Regions from separate parts of the Mus musculus genome. Here region 2 is linked to region 1. Evidence: chromatin contacts called from public HiChIP or PLAC-seq data. All regions are on one chromosome and are shown on one strand. The core of a region is the stretch at or near the end of the contact, and the rest is flanking DNA. Distances in the headings are between cores, read along the strand shown.

Region 1 (2,584 bases), core at 31-2,530:
AGTAGGAATCCCCAGAAGGCAGTAGCCAGGAGCTTTACCATCTTGGAGAACCTTTCTCAGAGGAAGAGTTAGGGAGTAGTCTTGTTTCAATTTAATGCTTTTGTTTGTTTGTTTTACACCAAACATAGATTACTTTCAAAGTTGGTAAAAGCAAATTTAAAAATGAAAGGGGGAAAAATGCCAAAAGACATGGAGAGGCATTTCTCCAAAGAAAAGATACAAATGGCCAAGAAGCATGTGAAAGGTTGACATTAGTAATCATTCAGAGATATTTAGGAGGTATACAAGTCAAAGATAACATTTATATCCAATCCAGAGACCACTATCAAAACCAAAACAAAATCGGAGCTAAGTCTGGAGACTGATACCCACCAGCCTCCCATGGGTAGAGGGAACCCAGGGCTGCACAGGGAGCTCCTGTCTCAAAAAGACACAAGTAACCCCCCAGAAAATAACAAAATTGCTAGAGAAGTGGAGGAATCGGAACAGTTATACACTGTGATATTGTAAAATGGTACAGTCACAATGGAAGAGAATATGGTGCCACTTTACAAGTTACAGCTCAGGGTCACTTGCCTCACAAGCTTAAAAGATTCGATTGCTCATACTAAAACTTTGTATATTAGCTTTTTTCTGAAGACTTTAGAAATTTTTATTTTTATATGTGTGTTTTGCCTACATATGTATCTTGCACAGTATGTGTGCCTGGTTCCTAGACCTGGAGTTACAGACAATTGTAAGCTGCCAGGTGGGTTCTGAGAACTGAACATGGGCTCTCTGCATGAACAACAAGTGCTTGTAATCATTGAGCTCTCTCTCTAGCCCCTAAATGAATTAGTTTTGAGCTAGGTATGATGGCACATACATATAATCCCAACACTTGAGGCTTATGTAAAAGGATCGCTGTGAATTCAAGTCTGAGCTGCTCTCAATAATTACACACAGAGACCTAACGCATAGAGTGCTTTTGAGGTGACTGATCTCGGAACCCACACTGTGAAAGGATAGAGTTGTTCTTGAAAGTTGTTCTCCACCTCCATATCTGCCCTGTGGCTGCAAACACAAGTTTGGTTTTGATGGCCTGAAACTTGCTGTCTAGACCATGCCGACCTCCAACTTGAACTGATCCTCTTTGAACTTGCATTCTGCATGCAGGGGTTCAGTTGTGCACAATTTATATTTTCATACATATATATAAGGCATTGTATACCCCACCCCTCACCCTGGGACATCCTCTTCTCGATAGTCCCCTTCCTTTTCCCAACTAGTTCCTCTTCTACTTTCGTGACCTTTTTTTTTTTTTCTTTTTCTTTTGGAGTGGGATGTTTCATTAGGGTTGCTTACCAGTAGTATGTGTGAGTGATTACACTTTCCTCGGGGCTACAACAATGAAGAAAAGCTCTCCCAGCAACTAACTGCTTATAGATCCTCAAGGGGGTTTGTGGCTTTGTGAACTCCTCCCCCCTTCTATGCTAGGATGTTGTGTAGTTTTTGTAGTCACAGCTGTTGTGAATTCAAGTATGCATTGCTCATGTCATTTCAGAAGGCAGTGTTCCACAACAGTCTGCCCTTTCTCTTAACTCAGAGTGTTAACTCTTATGCAATGGTCCCTGACCCTTGGAGGCTTTGGCTATCTCTTTCCCATCCCCCATTCCTTGTGGAGTGTTGCTGTGTTGCTCAGACCAGCCTCCTACACCTGGCTCAAATGTTCTTTTCTCTCAGCTGCCTAAGTAGGCCTAAAGAACTGCAGGCACATGCTACCACACCCAGCTTAAAGCAGGGTCAAAATATGGGTATTAGATGAATACCCATATTTATGATCCTGTTTTTCACAGAAGAATGAAAACATGAAAAATATACCCACACGCTGTTCTATTGGTTTTTTGATTTTTGTTTTTGTTTTTGTTTTTTTAAAGCTACAATTAAAAAACAAACAAACTGAGTCAGGCTTAGTGATTGACACCTGTAATAAGCAATTGGGAGGCAGAGGCAAAGGGTCTGTAAGTTGAGAGTGAATGCCAGACTAGCCAGTGCTACATAGCTGTCCCCATCTCAAAAAAACACCCCCCCCCCGGAAAAAAACCAAACAAAAACCCCAAATATATTCCCAACTTTAGAGAAATCACAAGACATTTCATGTTTTCATCATACCATCTTTCTGTGTGTGGTCACTGAGACATGATAGTCATCGGCTCTCAGTGTTCTCTCAGATGCTATTAGTGTCTGCTGCTTTGTGGTGCTGGTCCATTATCTTTCCCTGTTGAGTAGTTTTATTTATTTCTAGTTTTTATTTCAGAGCGGAGTAGATATAAGTACAAGGGTTTGAATTAATCCCTGCCCTTTCTTTTCAGATGCGATGATGACCAGATGTGTAATGACAAAGAGCGGTTTGCCAGGTAATGTACTAGAATTCTTGTCCTGGTTATGGGATCAAGCAGTCTAAATGTTGGATTTAAATTTTATCTAGGTGAGAGTGAATTTCTCTGGTTAGTCTCCTCCTCTTCTGAAGTTTGAAACAGCCTGGAATTTATGCATGCTCATTGACTTGAAGCTAGGTATATTTAACATAATGTTTCTCTCATGC
Region 2 (2,584 bases), core at 60-2,559, 71 kb after region 1:
AGAGAGAGTAACAACTTTCTCTGGAACCAAAGCCACAGAAAGTTGGTGGCTGCAGTATGAGGTCTGAGACTCCAACCCAGGTCCTCTGGAAGAGCAGCCTCTTAACCACTGAGCCATCTCTCCAGCCCCACTTGGAAATTTTCTGGAAATTATTATTATTATTATTATTATTATTATTATTATTATTATTATTATTATTATTATTATTTCAGATAGCATCTGTCTACATAGCCCTAGCTGTTGTCCTGGAACTCACTATGTAGACCAGGCTAGCCCGTGAACTCTCAGAGATCCACCTGCCTCCTGAGTTCTGGGATTAAAAGCATATGCTATTGCCCAGCTGAAGAGCCCTTCTTAAAGTATTAAAAGTACTACTATAGTATTTTAGACATGATTCCCTCTTCATCCTGGACATTCCAGGAAGTTACCTGTATCACTAACTTACAGGGCTCTGTTCCTTTCTTTTGAGAAGACTTTTGAGGACCCATGGCAACATCCATGGTAGTAGTGCACACCTGTACCTGTAATCTCAGCATTTGGGATTTGGAGTCAGGCAGATTGCTACAAGTTCAAGGGTAGCCTGGGCTGTGTGGTGAGGTCCAGAACAGCCTGGGCTACAGAGCGACATATCTTTATAAATACAAACAAACAAAAGAGAACTATGGATCAAAATACACACAGATAATGGTTATGCTTCTTCTGTGTCCTTCCTTTAAGCAGAAGATGGCTGTTTTGGATGCCCCTGGTGTGCTCTGTGGCAATGGAGCAACTGCAGAGAGACCCTACCCTGGACTACCATTGGGATCTCTGGAAGAAAACCCATGAGAAAGAATACAAGGATAAGGTAGATGATTGCCACCCGAGCAGTGTGCTTTTGCTCAGCGCCCTGTTTTCCCCATCCCCAGATGACATTTGAAAAAGTGGTATTTTCTAGATGTATTGTGTACTTATTTCTGGCCAGATATTGCTTTGAGTAGAAACAAGGCACATTCTTGTTGCTATGGAGCTCATGTTACCGTGACAGTGTTACAGTGCTGATGGTGATGGACAATGAGAACAGATAAAGCAAGACATGGGTGATGTGGTGACCTGGAAGACAGTGGTGATGCATCCTACCAAGGATGCGGTGGGAGGGCGAAGGAAAGGCCAGCAAATAAGGCAACATTAGAGCCGAGGACTGATAGAAAGGGCAATAAACAAAATGGGTGGAAGGGAGGGACCGTCCTGGGCCAAGAAACACATTCAGGACTGAGGAAAGACCACATTAGGCACATTTGAGGAACAGAAACCCTTGGCTGTGGAAGAGGCATAGTGGGTAAAGTACTGGCCATAGATACGAGGAACTGAGCTCAGGCCTCTGACGCCCATGTGGGTACAGTAGCATGTCTTCCTAACTTAAGGTGGAGAAACCATGTGAGCCATCCAGCCTGGCACATGCAGGGCCAGAGATTGCATTTCAAAGTGTGGAAGGGAGTTCCACCTAAACACTGCTCACATCAGTATTCACACTAATTCACATACACACACGAGCACACACATGCACACCAGAGAGAGAAATAAAAATAGACATTTAAAAAATGTTATGTGGACACAGCCATTGCAGTACATTGAGCTCCATAGAGACAGCGCCGGGGCAAGTGCGAGCCGGACGGGCACTGGGTGACTCTGTGCCTCGCGGAGGAAAATCAAGTAAACATGGGCAAAGGAGATCCTAAGAAGCCGAGAAGCAAAATGTCCTCATATGCATTCTTTGTGCAAACTTGCCGGGAGGAGCACAAGAAAAAGCACCCGGATGCTTCTGTCAACTTCTCAGAGTTCTCCAAGAAGTGCTCAGAGAGGTGGAAGACCATGTCTGCTAAAGAAAAGGGGAAATTTGAAGACATGGCAAAGGCTGACAAGGCTCGTTATGAAAGAGAAATGAAAACCTACATCCCCCCAAAGGGGAGACCAAAAAGAAGTTCAAGGACCCCAATGCACCCAAGAGGCCTCCTTCAGCCTTCTTCTTGTTCTGTTCTGAGTACCACCCCAAAATCAAAGGCGAGCATCCTGGCTTATCCATTGGTGATGTTGCAAAGAAACTAGGAGAGATGTGGAACAACACTGCAGCAGATGACAAGCAGCCCTATGAGAAGAAAGCTGCCAAGCTGAAGGAGAAGTATGAGAAGGATATTGCTGCCTACAGAGCTAAAGGAAAACCTGATGCATCGAAAAAGGGGGTGGTCAAGGCTGAGAGAGCAAGAAAAAGAAGGAAGAGGAAGATGAGGAGGAGGAGGAAGAGGAGGAAGAAGAGGAGGAAGATGAAGAAGAAGAAGAAGATGATGATGAATAAGTTGGTTCTAGGGCAGTTTTTTTTTTCTTGTCTATAAAGCATTTAACCCCCCTGTACACAACTCACTCCTTTTAAAGAAAAAATTTGAAAAAAAAAATGTTATGTGGATGAGTGTTTTACCTTCATGTATGTCTGTGTGCCATGTGTGCAGTACCTTCTAATGACAGAAGAGGGTGTCAGATCCCCTGGAACTGGACTGACAGCTGAGCTGTCAAGTGGGTGCTGGGAGTCAAACCTGAATCCTCTGTAAGAGCA

The links. HiChIP or PLAC-seq counts read pairs in DNA pulled down with a chosen protein or histone mark.
Region 2: a contact with region 1 is called in an H3K27ac HiChIP or PLAC-seq map of microglia, with 4 times the contacts expected there. The contact joins two enhancer-like sites. A contact is called at or near these places in 2 of 39 promoter capture datasets (both in embryonic stem cells), 2 of 484 Hi-C or Micro-C datasets (cranial neural crest and nephron progenitors), 2 of 115 datasets of contacts at active chromatin or transcription factors (embryonic stem cells and microglia) and 2 of 9 other capture datasets (adipose tissue and pancreatic islet).

Annotation. Positions count from the first base shown.
Region 1 is chr3:95,458,026-95,460,609 of GRCm38.p6, forward strand. Arnt (aryl hydrocarbon receptor nuclear translocator) reads left to right here. Exons shown (of 22, transcript NM_001037737.2): 4 at 2,352-2,396. Among named protein-coding and RNA genes, the nearest start is that of Arnt, 25 kb to the left of the region's middle. Within about 2 kb of position 1,281, at least 24 of the 459 cell types and tissues checked have an H3K27ac peak or open chromatin away from gene starts, as enhancers often do. A contact at or near this core is called in adipose tissue and microglia, where this site is marked.
Region 2 is chr3:95,528,717-95,531,300 of GRCm38.p6, forward strand. It overlaps Ctss (cathepsin S), which reads left to right. Exons shown (of 8, transcript NM_021281.3): 2 at 721-844. It also overlaps the pseudogene Hmgb1-ps5. Among named protein-coding and RNA genes, the nearest start is that of Ctss, 3.2 kb to the left of the region's middle. Within about 2 kb of position 1,310, at least 40 of the 459 cell types and tissues checked have an H3K27ac peak or open chromatin away from gene starts, as enhancers often do. A contact at or near this core is called in adipose tissue and microglia, where this site is marked.